7 separate regions of the Mus musculus genome follow, and all the other regions are linked to region 5. Evidence: chromatin contacts called from public HiCAR-type, HiChIP or PLAC-seq and promoter capture Hi-C data. All regions are on one chromosome and are shown on one strand. The core of a region is the stretch at or near the end of the contact, and the rest is flanking DNA. Distances in the headings are between cores, read along the strand shown.

Region 1 (3,080 bases), core at 180-2,679, 2.4 Mb before region 5:
TTCAAAAATGATAGTGGAGCTAGTTTGAAAGACTACAAAAGAAGCCAAGGGAGGGGGGTGGACAACCATGATGGAGCAGACAGCTCCTGCAGGTGGCCACAAAAGGGAAACATACTAGGAAAGCCACCAAGGGAGGTGGACAGTGACCCAGGATAGCCACCCCTATCCCTGATCTCTCACTACCCAGTAGTAAACAGGCAGCCCCAAGCCTCCTACAACAGCAGAGACCTTTATCTGGTTACTGACCTGTAGGACACCTCCAGAGAGGACCAATGAGGACTGGCCACCTCTGCCCTTTGCCTTAGGTCAGCTAGGTCTAATCAGACCCTCCCATCCCCCAAAAGCAGCTCCCAGAGTTAGGACAATGGTCATCTAAACAACAAGCAGAAGGCCACCCTTCACCAAGGACCTCACCTAGCCCCTGGCTTAATCCCCACCAAACCTATGCCCAACAGACTTAGCCTGCACGTCAGCAGCAAACCTGGCATGGGAAAAAAGTCACACACAGCAGCCACATCTGCTGCCACACTCTGGAATAAATAAGAAACTGCACAACTGGGAACACTGGGGCTGGACCCCATCAATTCTGATCCCGTGCAACTGAGGAGATAAAGTCTTTTGGCCAGAAGTGCCAGCTCCCGAACTTGAATGGAGTAGATAAGTCCCTGTCTGCCCAGGTGCCAAGGCAAAGCCTGGTCAGGTCCTTTCCTTTTGAGTGGCATCACTAAGTTCAGGCAAGGGTCTGGGTTGCCAGGGTGGGGAGAGCTCTTCTCTCCGAAAGGATTCCAACCTAGTGAATCCCGGACATCTTAGACTTCACACACAAGAGGTGCCCGACAGACAACTCCTCTAATTTCATCGAAGAGCACAGCACACAGGACAGGGTTTGGCCCAAGGTCGCACAGTGACTTAGTGCCTTGAAAGAGCTAGGGGGAGTTTGCCAAGGAACTGTCAGGGACCCTTCCATATGCCACTGCCCCAAAAGAGAAAAACCTCCCGGAAATGGGAGGAAACCTGGGGCCCTGCCCCTGTCCCACGGCCCTGCTACCAGTCCCTGCCAGCCCGGAGGATGAATGTTGCCTTTGTGCCCTCAGCTGCCTCCCAAGGCTTCCAAGCAACCACTTCTTCCCAAGGGGGCACCTCTGGGGCTGCTCATGCTGAAGATCGCGATGACCAAACTTCCCGAGGTCCTCACCCTGAAGGAGAAGCGGTCCGCTGGGCACTAGCCAAGCGGGGGCGATCAGTCGCCCGCCCGCGAGGACAGTCCCTTACAGCCGCTTTTCAGCCAGGAGCGAGGGCCACAGACAGACCAAGAGCAAGCTCACCTTGGCCAGTGCCTCCTCCTGTTTGGGGCTCAGGTCACCGACTCTGCCGCTCATCGTGGCTCAGCCTTGGGGCGCGGTGCCTGCGGCAGCTGATGGAGCTCCGACTCGTTTGCCGCCGCCGCAGCCGCTGGAGTAAAGTCCCAGTCTTTGGCCGAGGCCCCGGGGCTGGCGGCCAAGACCCGCCTCTTAAAGGAGCCCGAGGGGCGGGGCGAGACGCGCAGAGGCCCTGGATTGGAGCCAGAATGCTTGCTCATACACCTGAGGAGCTACTTGGGTCTGGATCCTCATCCTAACCAAGAGGAAGCTGGAAAGCTCTAGCAAACGACGTCTTCTAAGGTGCGACTCCACAAGGCTGGACCGGGCTGCTCTCATAGCTTTCCTTACCCCAAAATGTTGACAGCTCTCTGGTGCCCACTGAAAAGGGATGCCCCTTAAGCGTCTTTCTGCCTGTAGGAACTGTGGTGTTCACTCTGCCATCTGCTTATGGTCACTACTACCAGCTCTGCTTGGGAGTGAGAGTTGACCCCCAGGGTTGCCGATGTAACTCAGTGGCAGAAGGCTTGCCACTGAGTTACGCGCACGACCTTAAGTCGGATTCCCAGCACTGCATGGTCATAGTGGCACATTCCAACACATACCTGAGATCCCAGCATTGGAGAAGCAGAAGTTCTGATCACCCTTAGCTTATTTATTGGGCTTGAGGCAAGCCCAGAATACAAACAAATAAACCAAATGGAGTGGACAGCCTTTTCCCTCTACCTGCAGAGCAGGCATGGTAAAGACCATGGCATCTAGCTGAAGAGAAAGGAAGACCAGCCTCCCCACTAAGACCCAGGTCTCTGCGTCTGATCTTCCCTGCTCTCTGGGAGCCACACCTGAAGCTCTCACATCTCAGTTGGCATGCTCTGCTTCCTCTGTGGAAGTGAGGAGGCTCAGGTTTGAGGGCCCGTGTCCCACGGGTGTCTACGGGGTCCTTTGCCTCACTGCACTGTTGCTTCTTCTCTAACCGAGGGTGATCATGGGCAGGAGGCTAATGGAAGTTAATGTACACAATTCTCAGGTTTGACTTCTTGTGGCCACCTCCTTGCTGTCCATTGCTGGCTGCCTAGCCAGATCTTGGCCGTAGGCTAGACAGAGAGGAAACCACACTGGAAGCCAGAGCCCACAGCAGCCCTGCTGTGCTTATCTGCTTCCCAGCTCTGGCCAAGAGCCTGCGGACTCCCCGCTAGTGACAAGTTTGACTAGTGAGTGGGTGGACTCTGACAGCTGTAGCCTAGCAGCCTCTTGTCCAGCCTATACCATCAGACTGCCTCCCGCCCCCCAGTTACTACTTCTGGCTCACACAATAGAGTTCATAGCCTTCTCCTGCTAGAGCCCTCGCCACTTTGATCTTACTTCCATGGTGATACCTGGTCACAGGGCCAGGGCCATTTTGTCTTCCTACTGTATGCCAAGCAGGAGGCATTGTTCTGGAACCCAGGAATATTTAGACACCACCTTTTGGTCCCAAACTTACTAAAGAGAACACAAGAGCAAGGCAGATGGCCAAGAAGAAGACAATCCTCAACTTCTTTCGGCACAGTAGCCTGAGCTAAGTTCTGGTGGCAGGTGCAAAGTGTAGCTACAGTCAGAGATGTGGAGGCAGCAGAGTGACCAGGGTGGGGCAGGACACGTGGTGCCTAAAACCTTGGTGCGACCTTCCTTAGGAACATTGACCTTCTAGACCGTGAGACCCACGGGACACACTGCCTTGCT
Region 2 (2,774 bases), core at 234-2,733, 2.2 Mb after region 5:
GCACACCTCAGGAGGGGCTCACTCACTACGATCTGGAGGTCATACAGATTCCAATAGTCTGAAAGGCACCCAAAAGCACACAAGACGTGCTCTTTTCATAGACTTTGAAGGCATGCCATGACAACTCTACACACAAAGCAGAGGCTTTCCCCTATAACTATCCAGGGTTGTCTGAACCAAGAAAGCACCAGTCTCCTCAAACCACACTCACTCTCCTGATATACTCACCTGCCTCCCCTGTCTCATCTCTGCCTCAGTGGCATCTGGAGCCCACTGCCAGAAGTGTTAAACAGCACGTAAGAAAGCCCAGGTCCTCCATGACAGACTCAGAGTATGCATTCCATTTTCACCATCAGAATCAAGCAGGTTATCGCACCCCCACACGACTGTTGCCAACTTAACAAATTATTTTATTGTGTGAGCATGAAGGTCATGGCCTATGAATGAGGATCCGAGGTCAAAATCGTGGAGTTGGCTCTCTCCTTCCAGCTTCATGTTGGTTCTGGGTTCAACTCAGGCCTCCAGGTACCTCTCTACCCTCTAAGCCATCTGTTGGCTTTCCATAGTTAGCCTAGGAACTCTGAAACCCACTCCCCACCACACCCCACTCCATATTTCACACCCCAATCCCAAGTGCACACACACACCCTTGCTCTGTCTGCTCAGGCCCTCAAGTTCCCTGGCATAGACTGGGAGGTTGAGGGTGGTGGGCTGCAGCTGTTGGCATAACTATTTTTAACTTATGTTTTCTTAGAAATTACATTTCTTAGAAATTACACAATAAGCGAATAAATGACCATCCACATTACTGTTTTTCCTTCCATTTTCCAATTTTTCAGAGTTCTGTATGATAAAACACAGAAGTTCCAGCAGCCATCTCTAAACCCACCTTCCCCACCCAACCCAAAGCCCCAAACTAGTCAAAAAGGCACCTAACACATGCCTGTCTCCATTTACATCAGTCTAAACTCAGCCCTGCCCATGCCTCCCAAGAACTGAAACATAGCAGATCTCACACACACACACACACACACACACACACACACACACACACACACACACACACCCTACATCTTTGGATGCTTTGCCCGATGCCACTGACCTCTTTCAGAATTAGTTATTTGATTCAATCTACTGGAAAATCTTAATAATTAAAACAAAACTTTCCCTCCTTGCCTGCTGCAGGCTTCAGGATTTGTGTCAAGTGGAGACTCCATATTCTGCCACTTAAGCTCTGGTGAATGCTACACAAACCATAATTCAATTCACAGAACCAGATAGAGGGAGGGACCTGTAGGTATGGAACAATGGCTAAGGTGCCTATTTAACATATCAAATTAGACCCCGCCTCCAGGTTCTCCCAGCATCCCTCAATCCCTACTTTTTACAGGGTGTGGCTGACACACCCAACCCCCTTCCCTGAACTCTCCATCCCAGAGGCCAGGCTGCCCTTCCCCCAGAGGCTCCTCCCTATATAATCCAGACATTTTGGTTACCCACCCCGCTTTTTTTCTCCTCTCTTCCCTCCACTGTCTCCCTATGCTGTTCAAGGTCATGACCGCTCCAGACTCTCCCAGGTGTGTCTGCCTCTGGCTATGCTCTCCCAGGTGTCTATCATAAACGTTCTCTTCCACCACACCTGGAAGCAGTCATCTCCTTTCCTTTGCTCTCTCTCTTCCCATTCAGGAATGGCAGTTTCTCATTCCAATTTTGGGGGTCTTGTATTACTTTGGCTGACTATTCAGTTTTATGTGCAGTGAGGGTTGGGTGGTTTGGTGAAAGATTCTACCCTTTAGAGAAGAGAAGAAAAAGGCTGGTTTGGCGCAGCGCACAAAGAGCAGAGGGCATGAGAGTCATAGAAGGAGAGCCAGCATATGGTGATGGGCTGTGAGGGCTTCTCTGCTTTGGAGGAGCTCTTGTTTGGTAAGGCTGAGCTGCCTTACAGTTCTCATCATGTCGCTCCTGCCACACAGATGGAGGAAGCTGTCACACTGGAATGGAGCTGATTTTGATTGGCCATACCATTTGTGCTGTTCTACATATAGTTTGGGTAGAATAGAATGTGCCTTTTCTGTTCTGTGGACACTTGCTGGACCAGGTTTTAATCTCTTTCTGATCTCTCCCTCCACACTATTTTAGGAATTCAGAAACCACTTCCCCAAGGCTCCATAGGTCTTAATCATACGTGAGAAAATTGGTGTAGTAGAGCAGGTGACCTAAGAGACCTGGCTCCTGGATCTTTTTTTTTTTTTTAAAGATTTACTTATTTATTATATGTAAGTACACTGTAGCTGTCCTCAGATACTCCAGAAGAGGGCATCAGATTTCATTACGGATGGTTGTGAGCCACCATGTGGTTGCTGGGATTTGAACTCGGGACCTTCGGAAGAGCAGTCGGCACTCTTAACCACTGAGCCATCTTGCAAGCCCCCTGGATCTTTCTCCAGGTACAGTCAAGTCCTTCATCACACTAGGCTTTTGTCCAAGTTCTAGCTACATCCTGAAGGTCCAGTGTCTAGTCAGAGATTTACTGTGGGTGTCCCTAGTCTCATTCATACCATTTAAGCAGTATTTGCCCCAATAGACCTTCAGCAGAGAAAGACTGCCCATGGGCTCCTTTGTTATAATCTAAGAGTGTTATTAGAAACCCAAAAAATGATAAAGGGGCTATACCACAATACCAAAAATGACACAATGTTAACATCCCCTAGAGGTGAGGGGAAAAAAAATAATTTTGAGGGCAGGAGCAGGGGAAGGGAAGTTGAGAAGGGAGT
Region 3 (3,120 bases), core at 3-2,502, 2.1 Mb after region 5:
TCTTTTCGGAGGCTTCGGGCCAGAGGCTCCCCTCCCCCTCTGAACATCAGTCAGTGAAGTCCAGCTCAAAGAAGTCCCATGGGAAACTGCAGAATGCTTACCTGGGCTTCACATCTCTTGTGGTAGGAATACTTGCAGGCTGAAAGAAAGAAAGGATGTCTGTTAGTCATGCAATCTCAGGTGACATTTGCCAGGTCTCCATCCTTGAGAGGGGAAGGCTCCAACAGCATTCTCCCTGACAAGAAGTGGCTGTGCACAGAGAAGGCACACTGAGACAAAGTGACAACTGAGAACCAAGGCATAGCTGTGTGGTTACATGTGTGCTCAGCGTGTATCAGGATTTAGATGATTCAATTCCCAGAACAGGGAGAAACAGGGGGGGGAGGAAAAGAAGGAGGGGGGAAGAGGAACAGGAGATGGGGAGAAGGAGGAGAGGGAGGAGGAGGGAAGGAGAAGGAGGAAGAGGAGGAAGGGGAGGAGGAAGAAGAGGAGGGGGAGGAGGAGCAGGAAGGGGGAGGAGGAGGAGAAAGAGGAGGAAAACCACAACAACAAAAGCTCAGACAGTCCGGGTAGAAATTTATCAGGAGTCTACTTATTTCTCATAAATAGACCGGTATTTTTTAAAAGACTTAATCAACCAAGTTGGAGACACAAAGAAGAAAGGCAGGACCTGGAAAGCAGAAGCCCTTCACATTGGCCTAGAGTTAAAACTGATCCCTGGGGAAAGAGGAGGGGGAGGAGGGGAAGGGAGAGGGGGGAGGGGGAAGGAGGGGGAGGGGAAGGGGGAGGGGAAGGAGGGGGAGGGCAAAGACAGGGGGAGAAGGAGGGGAAAGGTAAAGGAGGGGGGGGGAGAGGTGGGGAGGAACAAAGCCCCAGGCCTTTCATCAGAGCCCTCCTAGAAGAAGGAAAGTCATGAGTTCATTTGGTCTCTGCAGATTTCCACTTCCGGGAGACCCAAGCAGACACTGTCAGAATAAATTCATGTCTAAATTCCTACAGAAGAGTCCTTCAACAGAGGCCATTATGTGAGCAGTGCGGGTCCTGTGTCATGGGAGGCCCCAACAATGCAGACGGGGTGCTGGAACCAATGTGGATTTCACAGGCTCTCCCCTCTGGCCCGGAGGCAGGCCGCAGCTGGCCTCAAGGAATAGGGCCAGTAGCAGCAGCGTGGCACAGTGTAGTGACAAGGCCATACGTGGCAGAAAGGGCAGCATGAAGACAATGGGAAATGAAGCAACTGCATATCAGACCACCACAAGGTCCCTTGGGTGCTTTGCACCACGGAGGCTTCAATGCCTTCCCCAAGGCACCTGCCTGAGACTTCCTGTCTGGGCTCTGCCCCTCCAGCCCAGCTCCCCAAGGCAAATTCTAGGATCTCTGAACCTCTGTTCCCCCTCACAGAACTATCAATGTCAAATGGAATCCTTCATGGGCCCCTGCTTTCAAACTACAAAGTGATGACCAGGACATAAGTGTGCAGAGCCCAGACAACAAGGCCTCAGAGGTCAGAGACAGGGACCAAACAAATTGCAGCTTGGTGCTGTGAGCTCAGGAGCTCAGCAAAGTTTCCACTCTGTTGGGCCACTCTGCCTTCTGGATAATACTTGACCAAAAAGTTTAAGCAAGGCTTAAACAGATAAATTTTCCCAGAGCCTAGGAGTTTGTGAACCCCAGGAGTTAAAAACCTATTTGAGTTTTTATCTGTGGGTGATCTTGTTTTCAACTGTCTGTCCAAGCTTTTAAGACTTGCTAAAATACATACCACAAATATTTATTCTTCTTCCTCTAATCAGCACAACACATAATGGTGACCAAGGGTTTCTAAGACAAGAATGATTTTCACTAGATAAGAACAGAGCTTCCGAGAGAGGTGAAAAACCCAGACATGGAGCTGAAGAAATGGCTCAGTAGGAAAGAGCACTAGCTGCTGATCTTCAAATGGACCAGGGTTCAAGTCCCCGCACCCACGTGGCAGTTCACAACTGTCTCTAACTCACAGTTTTAGGGGATCTGGCACCCTCACACAGATATACAAGACATGTAGGCTACATACCAATGCACATAAAAATAAATAATCTTTAAAAAAAACAAACAAACAACCATACAGAAGCCAGCCCAAGCAGAGGAAAGGAGAAACAGCAGAAAATACAAAATTAGGAAGAGACAGCACTTCAGACACATCAGATAGCTTCATGGTGGCCTTAATAACTATCCCCATGTACAATGAATCACTGCTGTCTGCATGTTAGAGAGGATACTGTGTGGTTTCTGGGGGCAAAGAATATGATGCCTTCTGCCACTTTACAGGGCTACTTCAGCAACCCTGCAGAGCTGCCAATCTGGAAAGAAATGGAAGCCACCAGCCAACACTCAGCTCAGTCTGCCAACTCCATGGGCATGATGTCTCAGTGACAGCAGACTCCAACCTCAGCCAGGCCTTCAGATGATGGGCAGCCTCTAAGGAGAGGCTGAGTAGGAACTGCTTGGCCCCCTAAGCCTCACATTCGCAATCCAAGTAGCAGTGAGAAAGAGCAGAGGCTTACAGTTGCACCAAGGAACTAACGGCCATGCTCACAGCGCAGTGACATCCAGCATCTCTGTCCCTAGTCCAGGTTTCTGCCGTCATGTGCTTACTGCCTACGACCACCATGGAAAATGACGCAGTGTCCCATCACCCACAGGGAAAGCTCCGCCTCTTGAGGATACACCCTAGGTCCTCAGTGGACCATGCTGACAGCTCCCTAATGACCCTTACACTAGCTACACCCTGCCCTCCCCAGCCTGGCCCGTTCTGATCATCCTATGGTTGCCTCTGAAGCCCACCCTTGGTGCCTCTGACCCCAAAGCTTGACATGTCAGGATCATGTTAGCAGCCCATCCATCTCTCGGGACGGGCTGCAAACTGGAGGAGAGTCGGTCTTTGCCTGTACCACCAGATTCTGCCGAGGGCAACACTATTAGGAGACCACAGCAGGGATCTCACTATTGAGCGCCTCTATCACGGATTGCACAGGTAACCCTAAAACTCATCATTTGCCTCTCTTCTTGCTCCTTTTACTGAGGGAAGGTCAGAGTCTGTGGATGACCAGCCATGACCTGTGGCTGGGCTGAGCCTATGGC
Region 4 (2,938 bases), core at 291-2,790, 2.3 Mb before region 5:
AGATTCAAGCAGTCTCTTAACTGTAATCCCATATAAAGTCAAAAATACTGGGACCAAAGCAAGACAGAAAACCAGCTGGGCAAACTCCAAAGTCCATGTCTCCACATCCAATGTCAAAGCGCTCTTCAGATCGTCAGCTCCTTTCATCCTTGCCGACTGCTGTTGGCAGATCTGGCAGTCAGCAGCAGCAGACTTCATTCTCCTGGGCTGGTCCCACTCCCTGCTAGCAGTTTTCCTTGGCAGGTATCTCATGACTCTGGCATCTCTAACATCTTGGGGTCTCCAAGGCAACTTCAACTTTACAGCTTCTTAATCTAACTTTTATTCCAATGTCTGGGATCCACACATGATCTTTTGGGGATCCTCTAAAGGGCTGGCATCACTTCTCCAGCTCTGCCCTCTGAAGCACTCTAGGCTCTGCTTGACTCCAGCCAACTGCTGCTGCTGTTCCTGGTTATCATCTTATCGTACTGGCATCTCCAATACACTGGGGTCTACCACTGCAACTAGGCTTCACCAAGAGCCTCTCATAGGCTCTCTTCATGGGGCAAGCCTCAACTCCTTTGCATGACCCCTTCAGTCCTGGGCCATCAACTGTAACTGTAACTGCACCTTCACCAATGGCCTTCCCTGGCCTCTCACGGTGCCAAGCCTCAGCTGCTCTTCATGACACCTTCATGCCTTCAAACTAATACTGCCTGGGTAACTCTTACACACTGCCAAGTACAGCTGCAGCAACAACCATGGCTATCTCTGGAACACAGCTTCTTTGTGCTCTCAGAAAACACTTCCCAGAAGATTTCACCTCAGTGATGCTGGTCTCGTCTTAATCACTAATTTCTTAGCTCCAGCTAACCAGCATCAACTGTCCCAGCAATCCCTTCTACTCTAGACTCTAAAGCCAGAGCCACACAGCCAAATTCTGCTTCCTGTGGCTGGAACCTGATCCCCTTTATTATCTTACCAGCTTTCTGTTTTTCAACTCCCTCACTGCCTAAGCTTGGCTATCCTGAAACTTGCTCAGGAAATTGACTTTGAACTCAGAGATCTGCATGGCTTTGTCTCTTGGGATTAAAGATATGTACCACTACGCCTGAATTATGCTTTTCTTCATCTAGAACTTGCTCTGTCCCAGGCTGGCCTTGAACTCAGATCTGCTTCGTTTTTTGTCTCCTGGAATTAAAGGTGTTAGCACCATGTCCTGGACTCTGTAAGGAGGGATGCAGAGGAGGTGGTGCTGAACCAAAAAATGGGGCTAAAGGTGTAGTAAGTGGGACTCTATGGCATCTTCAAAATGCCAGGCCAAACAGGAAAGAAACAGGGGCGAGGGGTGGGGCGCTGAGGGGGCGAGGAACCGGCCAGAGTCAGGAGGGAAGTTCAGAGTCAGAGGATGTGGAATGGCTTACCTGTCTCCGGCGTCGCAGCCTCAGCTCTGTGTCTGTCTGGCTCACAGAACTTCCTCCAGAGCGTCTGAGGCTCCGAGAATGCCTCGCAACTCTAAGTTGGGAGCCCAGGCCGCTGCCTTGGCAACGGCGTACCGCGCCACGGAGCAGGCGGGGCGGGGCTGGAAGTGCGAAACGGCGAGAGGGCGGGACCGGAAGTGCTCCCGCGGCTTCTCTCTCTGGGTCGCCGCCATCTTGTCATTGAGTTGGATACTTCGTGTGGTGATCTTTAATCTTGTCGTCGCACCGGTTGTCGCCACCGAGGTGGACTGGCAGCCCTGAGCGTCGCAGTCATGCAGGCCGGACCCGTGCAGGCGGTACCCCCGCCGCCGCCAGTAGCCACTGAGTCCAAACAGGTATCGTGCCCCGCGCTCCCTGCCTGCAGGCCTGCTGGAGGCCTCGTTCCTCCCCTCCGCGCGGGCGCTGTGGCACTGCTGCTGGAAGCTCAGGCCACCCCGAAGGACATGGAGGGACTGCAAGTCCCAGGAGTCAGCGCGCTGAGTTGCCTTCTGGTCTCGAAAAAGATATCCCTAGAACCGGACTTTTCAAAACCAGCATGCGGACCTGCACCCCCGGCTTCCTCTGGGGTCTTATGTGAACCACGAAGCCTCCATTCAAAAAGAGGAGAGCTAAGCAAATCATTCTTTCCCCTAGATTAGGAATGGCTGCGTAAATACAGTATGGCTAAGGAAACTTGCCCTGTTTTGTTTTTAACTGCGTCCTCGGATGCTAACCCAAGAGAGTCTGCAGTCTACAGGACAGACGTTCCTGTCAGTATCATGGAGCGTTTATGATAGCCTAATCCGAGCCGGGGACTTGAAGCCCTTACTACCTTTTCTCTGTTTTCACAGCCAATTGAAGAAGAAGCATCGTCAAAGGAGGATCCCACCCCTTCCAAGCCAGTGGTCGGCATTATTTACCCTCCCCCGGAGGTCAGGAACATCGTCGACAAGACTGCCAGTTTTGTGGCCAGGTAACAGCTGCTTCTGCACAGAGGGAACTTGTAGTATAAAGGTCTTTTAAAGCAGCACAGGGGCATCATGGGGAGTTCTAGAGGCTCTGGCTTAGACTCCTTACTTCTTCCAAAACCACAGGAGAGCAATGAGGTAGGTGATAGATAGGACTGGTATGGTTGACATACCACAACAGTAATCGCAGTGAAAGCCATGCCTAGCTGTGTAGTCACTAGGAGTTTCTGCTTCCAAAACAAGTCTGTGGAAATTCCTGGTAGCTTCTTTGTGGCTGCTGATGTGCATATGCTGTGTTAACCTGAAGAAAGAAAAAGAAGAGTTGATTATTCTCATTGTGAAAGGACGACTTTCCCAGAGCCTCAGCTGAATCCAGAGCAAGCTGTTCAGCATGTTAGCTAGTTTCCAGGCAAGGTGAACATTGGTCAGGATTCCTCAACCTCCTCATCCCACATACTTCTGCACCCTTGGATGGAATCTTCTAAGGGCCACTTGACTTCCAACGGTCAACACATCTCCTGGCTTAGG
Region 5 (2,780 bases), core at 142-2,641:
TGCTGGCAGTTCCTTGGAACTTAACTGCTTTTCTCTAATTGTCTGTGACTGTTTTCTTATGGTTATTTCTCTTAACTATATTATTTTATTTTTTTTTTTGTTTTCTTCGTCTGCGGCCTCCCCTGATCCCTCTCCACTAGCTCACTGGGGACGAGAAGGAAAGGGCGCTCTCTAGCCAAGGGGATGGTGGTGGGGTTGGGGGAGGCCGGTACGGGAAGCTGCCTGCTTCAATCCTCATCCACTTCCTCACCCTCCGACTCGTCGCCGCCACCGCTGCCCCCGCCGCGTCGCTCGTAAAGCTTATCCCTCTGTCGCTCCTGGATCTCTTTCATTTCATCTGCATACCGACAGAAGGCGCCTCCAAACTTGCCCCAGGCCTTGAAGGGCACGGTGATGGCATTGCGGTAGGACGGCTTCACCTCGCTCACTCGCAGGAACACCCCGTACTTGTTGCAGCCGACGTCGAAGAAGAAGCGCTTCGAGTCCACGGTGATGGAGGTGCCCTCCGGGAGCTCTCCGTACAGGCCGCCCCCGGGGCCGCCGGCGCCGCCTCCCGGGCCGCCGGCCAGCTCGTCCTCGTCGCCCCCGTAGTCGTCGATGAGCTTGGCGAGCGCGTCGCGGAACTCGATGAGGCCCTGCGCGGGCAGCGCGATGGTCTGGCCGCTCTGCAGGCCGCCGGGCCCGGGCCCCCCGCCGAAGCCGCCGCCGCCGCGGTTCACCGTCTGGCGGATGCGCAGGAAGCGGCCGCGCTGGTTCTCCTTGAGGTCCAGGTAGTACTTGCGGTTCTCGCGCACCAGGAACTCGCTCTTGAGCGCGCGGCGCGGCCCGCCGCCCTCCTCGGCGCCCGCCGCCAGCTGCTCGGGGCTGCTGGGACCCAGCTGCGCGTAGTGCTCGATGAAGTCGCCCAGCGAGTCGCGGAACTCGGCGGCCACCGCCATCGACAGCGTGAGGCGGCTCTTGGAGCCGCCCGCGCCCACCTCGGCGATCTTGAGGAAGCGGCCCTTGGCGTTCTGCTTCACGTCCAGGTAGAAGCGCTTGTTCTGGATGTCCAGCCGCTTCGAGGCCAGCTCCTGCGTCTCCTGCTCGCCGCCCGGCCCGCCACCGCCGCCGCCGCCGCCGCGGGGCGCGGGCTGGAAGCCGCCGGGCCCGCCGCCGCCGCCGCCGCCACCGCCGCGCTCGCTGCCGCTGTCGCCGTCCGCCATCTTCTCGGCCGCCGCCTCGCCGCCGCCGCCCGCTGCGCTCGCGCCCCCGCCCTCCGCCCTGCGGCTCGCGCTCCGGGGCCCCCCAGCCTCGCCCGCCGGCTCCTCACGCGCGCCCGCCGCTCATCGCCGGTCGCCGCCGCCCCCCATCGCCTCCGCGCCCCGCCCCCGCGGCTTCCGTGCGGCACGGCCCGCTTCCGGCGCGCGCCTCCCGTGACGTCACTCCGCCCCGCCCGCCGCCGCCTCCCGGCCGGAAGACCCACACACACCACGCCGGCGGGGCGCAGAGGTGACGTCGCTGGCCGCGCCGGCAAGGCGTTCTGCGGCTACCCCGGGCGAGCCTATGTTTCTGTCCGCTGGTTTTGGGGTCCTCTTTCTTGATGCTTTACTGACGCTCCCGGTTTCAGAGGGTTTAGTGTGTGACTAGATGACTCTGTTGCTTTGGGGCTGTGGGAAGGCAGAACGTTTTGCCGAGAAGCACATGAATTATTCAACAGTGGAGCCAATCACCTCCTGGCGCCTGGGAAAGCAGAGAGACAGGAAAGGGCCAGGGGCTAGGGATCTTTCCAGAGCATACCCCAGTAACCTGTTTTCTCCAGTGAGATCCTACTTCTCACTAATGCTACTAGATTATTAATCCTCAGGGACGAGTACACTGATTAAGTCGGACTCCTAACGATTGGATCTAGCAATCCTTCAGTAAATAAGCCCGTGTTTCTAAAACAAAGAAACCAGAATACCATCTTATTTTATAAACTCCCTGAATGGAGTTCACACAAATAACTTTTGGGTTTTTTTTTTTTTTACAATTGGGTGTTTTTAATGATAGGATCTCACTAAGCTATATTGGCTTAAACTTGAGTTCTTGCATCAGTTTAATATTCGTTAACCAGGTTCCTCTAAAGTGTTGTTTTTTTTTTTTTAAAGATTTATTTATTATTATATGTAAGTACACTGAAGCTGTCTTCAGACACACCAGAAGAGGGAGTCAGATCTTGTTACGGATGGTTGTGAGCCACCATGTGGTTGCTGGGATTTGAACTCTGGACCTTCAGTCGGGTGCTCTTACCCACTGAGCCATCTCTCCAGCCCTAAAGTGTTTTAAATTTGTTTCTGTGTGGCTATACATGTACGTGTATGTGGAGGCCGGAAATAGAGTGTTTGTGTTACTCTCCACCGTATTTTTTGTGAGTGGGTCTCTGGCTGAACTTAGAGCTCACTGAATTGATCTAAACTGGCTGTCAGTGAGCCCTAGGGATCCCCCACCCCCACCCCCTGCTGCACCCTGCTCTTTTATGCAGCTGCTAGGTTTTCAAGCTTGTGTCTTAATGCTTGTGTGATGAGCAGTTAACCGCCCCTCTAGCCTGTATTCTGCCTGATGGGCCAGCTTTGTTATTTTGTTTCCGCTGAAATTTCATTTGCATCTAAGCCTAGAGTCTTCTCTTGTAATTTTTTAGTAAGGACATATTTTTGAGTGGTTTTATGGTTTGATTTTTAAGTATAGGACTATGTTTATCTGAAATATATCATGATGTCTGGGATGAAGTAAAGAATCTAAGGAATTTCCTTCAAATGACTAAC
Region 6 (2,892 bases), core at 10-2,509, 2.3 Mb before region 5:
ACTCACTTTGTAGACCAGGCTGGCCTCAAACTCAGAAATCTGCCTGCCTCTGCCTCCCGAGTGCTGGGATAAAAACCACCACGCCCAGCTTTGTACTTTTTTTTTTTTTTTTTTTTTTGAGATAGGATTTTTATTTGTAGCCCAGTCAGTCTGTCCGGAACTTGTAAACTGTTTTAGCCTACAGAGTACAGGCATCTGTTATCATGCCTAATTTATCTTTAATTTTTATGTATTTGTGCATGTGTAGGTGTGTCGGTGGGGTGATGGAATTTAAATATAGGAAGTATGTATATACCTTAAATAGATGGAAGTGGTGGTATGCTAACCATATTTCAATAAAACTATTGGGGAGTCAGGCAGGATAGCCCACATCTGTAATCCCAGCACTTGGGAGACAGGGAGGGCCCTAGACTACATAGTAAAGTCAAAGCCACTTTGGAGACCCTATCTCAAAGAAAAACAATACAAATCAACCCTCACCAGAAAGGTGTTGGGAAGAAAAAGGTAGAGCTTAGGTCTGATATATATATATGTGTGTGTGTGTGTGTGTGTGTGTGTGTGTGTATGTGTATATATATATATATATATATATATATATATATATAATTTGGTTTTGGGTTTTGGTTTTTCGAGACAGTGTTTCTCTGTGTAGCCCTGGCTGTCCTGGAACTAACTCTGCAGACCAGGCTGGCCTCGAACTCAGAAATTCGCCTGCCTCTGCCTCCCAAGTGCTGAGATTAAATTAAAGGCGTGAGCCATCTTGCCCGGCTGTTCTGTATTATTCTTATAGGGTCTCCCACGAGCTAATTTGCATCCCCCTAAGCAGAACAGCCAGGTGGTTCAGATCCCTAAGCCCACTTGCGTCTCATCACTGTTCTTGAAAATGACCTGGCGAAGTAGCGCTACCCACGACCCTGTTTCCCATGGAGGCAGAGACCTTAGGACCTCTAGGGAAGCCCTAGACCTTCTGCCAGAGAGCAGCAGCAGGTGACACACCAGCTCCGGGCCAACCCGGAAAAGCCAGACGAGCTAGTCCAGGTGAGTTTTTGTGATTGGCAGCCAGGGAAGGCGGGCCCTTGGTGACGGTTGTCCCGCCCCCTCACGTCGGTCCACTTGGCGCCAGGCTGGAGGAGGGGCGAGGCTCGGGACCCTCGGCACCCATTGGGCGCGTGGTGGGAGCTCCCTGGGTATCCGCCCCCAGCTTTGTGGCAGCCAATGGGCACAGTGCGTGGGAGGGGCGTCGGCAGCGTCGGCGGAGGCCGGGCGGCTCAGGCGGCTGAGGTGGCCGCTGGCGCTCTGGTGGCGGGCGCGGCCGATATGGCGAAAAGCAGCAGAGAGAATGGGCCGCGCGAGCCCGCAGCAGGCGGGAGCCTGTCTGGGACCCGGGAAAGCCTGGCCCAGGGCCCCGACGCCGCCACCGCCGACGAGCTGAGCTCGCTCGGCTCCGACTCGGAGGCCAACGGCTTCGCCGAGCGCCGCATCGACAAGTTCGGATTCATCGTGGGTTCGCAGGGCGCCGAGGGCGCGTGAGTAGCTCTGGGGTCTGGGCCGGGCGCGGGACCAGCACAGGCGTGGGCCTGACCCACCAACGTGTCTCCACTGTCCCAACCCCACAGATACGCCGCAAGCGGCAGCCTACTTTCTACCTACGAACAGAAAGGCCATTCCCTTCCTCCTGGTCTTCCCCAAACCGACTGATCCATACCCTCCAAGGAGAGTATCCCCGATGGGGGTTTCCCATCTCCAGCTCATAATCTCGCAGGTTACTCTGGCCTTAAAGCTTTGCCACCCCCTGACACGCGCACAGATGGCTGCCCCATACTTTGCCCACAGCTATTCTCCATCTCCCCCTACCCCACAGAATCCTTGTCTCGCCACCTCAGTATCGGCACCCCAGGAAATCTTAAGACTTCAGGACTCCGAGCTATTCCAGGTCGCGCTAACCCTTACCTCCAGACACATATCTCAGAAGGATTGACACTGGCCAGCCCCCTCCCAGAGGGTCCCATCTTGACTCCCAGTTTCTTTTCATCATGGAAAGGTCTCTCCTCATTACACACCCTCTGCCAAAAGGCAGCTTTGTCCATTGTCACAGGCAACAGGTGGGCCGACACTCCTTCCCAGTAGTTATAGGGCACCTCAACTCTAGGACTCCCCTGTCAGCTTCATCACAGGGGAGCCAGCCAGTAGACTCCCAGGCTGCCGTGTTTATGTCCTTCCTTCCCAAATCCAGATCTAGGACTGGAGAAGGAGGGAGACAGCACCCCACCCTTGAGCTACCAGGTACCCAGCTTTCCATTAGAGAAAGCTGAGGCAGGAGTAACACCTTCCCTCCAAGCTGAGCATGTTGGGCTACAGATTTGTACACAGCAGAACCCCTAGAAGCCCGCCCTCCCAGAGACTGCGGATGCGATCTGGTGGTCTCTTCAGGAAGATGGCCTCTAGATCCTGCTTTCATTCCACTTGTCTTGTGATAGGAGACTAGCGCCATACCCAGAACTGACAAGCCTCCCTGTCATAGTGTACCTCCCAGTTTATAGAGCCTCACAGGCACCATGGAAGCCCTACGCCAGTATATATTCTCCCTCTCCTCTGACTGATTGTGACTGCCCAGGATGTCCCCAGCTGTTCTTGGGACTTACAGAAGTGCTTGATTATCTTAAGAACCCACTCCATGAAGCTGTCCCATATAAATGTCACTTCCACCATATCACCCTCCCTCCCCAAGAGTCTCTTATTCACGAGGCCTCCTCCTCCTTAGAAGGAGAAAATTTTAAATCCAGGCCTCTGACCTATGTTTCCTCCCACCCACTGGATCTGTCTCTTCCAACCTTTCTTTCTTGCTCACATTAGACTAAGCCTGGTCCAGTTCAGAACCAGGAGAAGCCCTCA
Region 7 (3,038 bases), core at 237-2,736, 2.4 Mb before region 5:
ATAGCCACAGAGGCCAGAGACTGCCACACAAAGGTGTCGACCACAGCCAGGGCCATTCTGGTGTTGCGGCCTGCTTCAGGGCTTGGCACCTGAAAGGTACAAAGACATTTAGCCCAGCTGGGGCAGAGGTAGGAAACCTATAGACAGAAGCATGCCGGTGGACCAAGGAGGAAGAACATGCGGAGGTAGTAGGGTAGAAGGCAGCTGGGTGGAGGACTGGGCTGTACTACATTCAGGGTTGGGGGTGATTTGCCCACATCCAGGAGAGGTACCAACTGTCACCTCCTACCCAAATGGTTTGGTCGGGTGGGGATGAACAATCCTACAAACAAGATTAGCTTATGGACTGCACTATGAGACGCTAACGGGGATAGGGCTGTCCCCACTGCAAGACTGCATACCACCCACACTAGGATGGGTTGGAAAGGGTTAATTAACACTCACCTCTCCTGCCTTCTTGCCTTTGTCTATGGCATCGGCCAGGACATAGGAGCTGGACACACCATAGCTCAACCACACCACAGCTGCAGGAACCAGCGAGCGGAAAGCCTCCCCCACCTCATTGGCGTAGCCTGGAGGGAAAAGGCATTTAACTCTCTGGCCCTTTCCACAAGGGGGCGCTACACAGAAAGCTGCTTCTAACCCTAACCTCTTAAACTACAGTGCGGCAGGTGACCTCAGTCAAGTAACTTTACCTTTTGGTTTCTAGGCCCGCGGACTGACACCGACAATGAAGTTCATGGCTCACTGATCAAAGTCCCCAGCCGTGGTTCTGGGGATCTGCACCAGGGAGGCGACCGGAGGCCACCGAATCACTGAGGGTGGGCTCCACTGACCAGTATCAAGTGCCAGGTCTTTTAAGGCCTTACCTCAGCCCGCTCTTACAGTCAGCACCCGACAGGAGTGCCTCGCATTCAGCCCTTTTTACAGAAGAGAAAACTGAAGCTTAGGAAGAGCCTGGGAAAGGCAGACTTGCTAGGAGTCCAGATCCTCTGACGCCATGGCTAGTGCACGGTCATGGCAGAGGGCAACCCACACACTCGGTTTGTGCCTCCAGAAGAGCCCCGTGGACAGATCTGAACCAACAGGGTTGTGTGACCTTGGACAAGTCCCTAGCCTTCTCCTGAGCCCTGTCTCCAGGCCAAGCCGAATAAGAACTAAGCCCCTTTTCAGACTCCAGATCGGCAACCCGGTCCATTGCTTCCCCCCCCCCCCCGCCCCCAGCCCCTCCGGAGTGGTGGGGTCGCTGCGTCTGTCACTCCCACGCTCACCCAGGTAGCGCACCCACGTGTCCCGGTAGAGGTCGCGCTCGGCGCCCTGCCGCTGCTGCTCCGACATGACTTCCCCGGCAAGGTTGGAGTCGCTGCAGATTAGAGTCTCACCACAACTGTGTCTCCACTAGCACTTGGCTAACACCAGGCAAGAACCCGCCAGTAGTCCGAGGCTGAAGGACGGGTCCCGCTATCGCTAACGCCACTGCAGGGAGTGTCTGAAAATTGCCTTATACAACATCCAAGCCCCTCTCCTAGGCTTGGGTTTTGCAGACAGATGGTCTTGTTTTCTCTGAGCAGTTAATGCAAAACTCTCCCAGACATGACTAGTTTTTGGAGTTAAATAGGTCAGAGTTCCAATCGGAGAATGGAATCTTCTTAGGTGTGCGGCTTCTAGGAAAGGTGTATTTCTCTGAGCCGCGGTTCGTGTGTAAATGGGAGGCGTGCCAACATTCACTGCCTTAGACAGTCGCAAGGACTAATTAATTATAACAGTCATCATGTGTCCAGTAGACTCAAGTTTGCTTCCTTAAGCTCTGGCACTAGCGTAGGGTCCTACTTTACAGTAGGGAAATAGAGACACAAAGAGGACAGCCACTCTCCTGACTCATGCAACTGTTAAAATGGAAAAGGGAGCTAGGGAGTTATTACAAGGGGCAAAAGCACTCTGAATCCTCTGGGATTTCAGAGGGGCAATGCTATGGCCCCTAGAGACAAATCCTACTTGGGCCGCCTAGTAGATGTAAGCCACTTACACACACACACACACACACACCGCCCCTCCCCCCACTCCCCACCCCGGTCCCAACGACCACGTCTGTAAAGCAAAATGGGTGAGAATGGAGAGATGGCTCAGTGGTTAAGAGCGCTTACAGCTCTTCCAGAGGGCCGGAGTTCCAGTCCCAGCATCTACACGGGTGTCTCACAGCCATCTGTAACTCCATCTCGGGGGAATCTGACACTTCTGGTTTCCACAGGCAGCACCCACCTCCCCCAAACACACACACCTATACATTCACACATGAGACACACAGATAAATTCAAATAAATATGGCCTTAAATCTCTTATAAGCCAGGCATGGTGTTGCATGCTTTCATCTCAGAATGTAGGAGGCAGAAACAGGTAGTATTATGTGCGTTCGAGACCAGCCCTGTCTACACAGGGAGTTTCAGGCCTGGTTGGAGGCTACACAGTACAAAAAATATCCAGCTAGGTAAGAACAGGGTCTTATCTAGCTTTGCACAGTTCTTTTAGCTTTTTTAGATCCGAAAGGTGTATACCGACTCCCTTCGGAAGCCAGTGTTTTCAGCCCGTGTCTTCTTGAAACTTGTGGGTCACCGGGGACTGAGCCCGGCGCGGGTGGGAAGGTAGAGTGCTGGAGCGGAATTAGGAGACGGTCCCTAAAGCCACGTGACGCTAACCCTCGGCCTCCCTCCCATTTAGTACCCGCTGCGCCGGTCACCGCGGGAGAACCGCCCAACCCGTCTGGAACCACCGAATGGGGCGGGGCCTCCGCCCTCACCGTGAAGGCTCTCGGGAGCATCCGAATGCCTTGAACAAAGATGGCGGACGACGCTCACCGGCTGAACCAATCGGAAGGCAACTTGTTAGGACTTCGGAGAACGTTGTCGCGAGAGGAGAGGAAAGGGACGTTACTGTCTCTCTGTGCGTGCCTGTGTCCGAGTGTCGTGAGAGTAGAGGGGAAAGGAACAGAACATGTGTGTGTGTGTGTGTAATTTTAGCCTGCTACTTGGCATCTGAAAATT

The links. Promoter capture Hi-C pulls out the DNA fragments that hold promoters and counts their contacts. HiCAR-type assays count read pairs that join an accessible place to other places. HiChIP or PLAC-seq counts read pairs in DNA pulled down with a chosen protein or histone mark.
Region 1: a HiCAR-type map of astrocytes shows a contact between it and region 5, with 9 times the contacts expected there. The contact joins the promoter of Sec14l2 here to the promoter of Purb in region 5. A contact is called at or near these places in 2 of 39 promoter capture datasets (erythroid cells and liver) and 1 of 115 datasets of contacts at active chromatin or transcription factors (astrocytes).
Region 2: a contact with region 5 is called in an H3K27ac HiChIP or PLAC-seq map of embryonic stem cells, with 5 times the contacts expected there. The contact joins the enhancer-like site here to the promoter of Purb in region 5. A contact is called at or near these places in 5 of 39 promoter capture datasets (the 3T3-L1 cell line, 3T3-L1-derived adipocytes, cranial neural crest and 2 more) and 3 of 115 datasets of contacts at active chromatin or transcription factors (embryonic stem cells and stem cell-derived neural progenitor cells).
Region 3: a promoter capture Hi-C map of the C10 cell line shows a contact between it and region 5, with 7 times the contacts expected there. The contact joins the enhancer-like site here to the promoter of Purb in region 5. A contact is called at or near these places in 5 of 39 promoter capture datasets (the 3T3-L1 cell line, the C10 cell line, cranial neural crest and 2 more), 2 of 115 datasets of contacts at active chromatin or transcription factors (embryonic stem cells and large pre-B cells) and 1 of 9 other capture datasets (embryonic stem cells).
Region 4: a contact with region 5 is called in a promoter capture Hi-C map of pre-B cells, with 6 times the contacts expected there. The contact joins the promoter of Ccdc157 here to the promoter of Purb in region 5. A contact is called at or near these places in 2 of 39 promoter capture datasets (hippocampal neurons and pre-B cells).
Region 6: a promoter capture Hi-C map of pre-B cells shows a contact between it and region 5, with 3 times the contacts expected there. The contact joins the promoter of Tbc1d10a here to the promoter of Purb in region 5. A contact is called at or near these places in 5 of 39 promoter capture datasets (the C10 cell line, cranial neural crest, embryonic stem cells and 2 more), 1 of 484 Hi-C or Micro-C datasets (B cells) and 1 of 115 datasets of contacts at active chromatin or transcription factors (astrocytes).
Region 7: a promoter capture Hi-C map of the HPC-7 cell line shows a contact between it and region 5. The contact joins the promoter of Mtfp1 here to the promoter of Purb in region 5. A contact is called at or near these places in 1 of 39 promoter capture datasets (the HPC-7 cell line) and 1 of 115 datasets of contacts at active chromatin or transcription factors (embryonic stem cells).

Annotation. Positions count from the first base shown.
Region 1 is chr11:4,117,300-4,120,379 of GRCm38.p6, forward strand. Sec14l2 (SEC14-like lipid binding 2) reads right to left here and starts at 1,430. Exons shown (of 12, transcript NM_144520.2): 1 at 1,326-1,430. The coding sequence starts at 1,379. It overlaps Gm51934 (a long non-coding RNA gene), which reads left to right and starts at 1,050. Exons shown (of 3, transcript XR_003949841.1): 1 at 1,050-1,661.
Region 2 is chr11:8,670,443-8,673,216 of GRCm38.p6, forward strand. No RefSeq gene overlaps it. Among named protein-coding and RNA genes, the nearest start is that of Tns3, 7.3 kb to the left of the region's middle. Within about 2 kb of position 1,484, at least 7 of the 459 cell types and tissues checked have an H3K27ac peak or open chromatin away from gene starts, as enhancers often do. A contact at or near this core is called in embryonic stem cells, where this site is marked.
Region 3 is chr11:8,600,454-8,603,573 of GRCm38.p6, forward strand. Tns3 (tensin 3) reads right to left here. Exons shown (of 31, transcript NM_001083587.1): 3 at 102-139. Among named protein-coding and RNA genes, the nearest start is that of Tns3, 63 kb to the right of the region's middle. Within about 2 kb of position 1,253, at least 64 of the 459 cell types and tissues checked have an H3K27ac peak or open chromatin away from gene starts, as enhancers often do.
Region 4 is chr11:4,158,753-4,161,690 of GRCm38.p6, forward strand. Ccdc157 (coiled-coil domain containing 157) reads right to left here and starts at 1,541. Exons shown (of 12, transcript NM_001164620.1): 1 at 1,407-1,541. It overlaps Sf3a1 (splicing factor 3a, subunit 1), which reads left to right and starts at 1,602. Exons shown (of 16, transcript NM_026175.5): 1 at 1,602-1,798; 2 at 2,294-2,415. The coding sequence starts at 1,736.
Region 5 is chr11:6,474,685-6,477,464 of GRCm38.p6, forward strand. Purb (purine rich element binding protein B) reads right to left here and starts at 1,392. Exons shown (of 1, transcript NM_011221.3): 1 at 1-1,392. The coding sequence starts at 1,202. The coding sequence ends at 228.
Region 6 is chr11:4,185,574-4,188,465 of GRCm38.p6, forward strand. It overlaps Tbc1d10a (TBC1 domain family, member 10a), which reads left to right and starts at 1,260. Exons shown (of 9, transcript NM_134023.1): 1 at 1,260-1,526. The coding sequence starts at 1,318.
Region 7 is chr11:4,093,945-4,096,982 of GRCm38.p6, forward strand. Mtfp1 (mitochondrial fission process 1) reads right to left here and starts at 1,487. Exons shown (of 4, transcript NM_026443.4): 1 at 1,272-1,487; 2 at 445-572; 3 at 1-89. The coding sequence starts at 1,338. Gm51935 (a long non-coding RNA gene) reads left to right here. Exons shown (of 3, transcript XR_003949843.1): 3 at 710-798.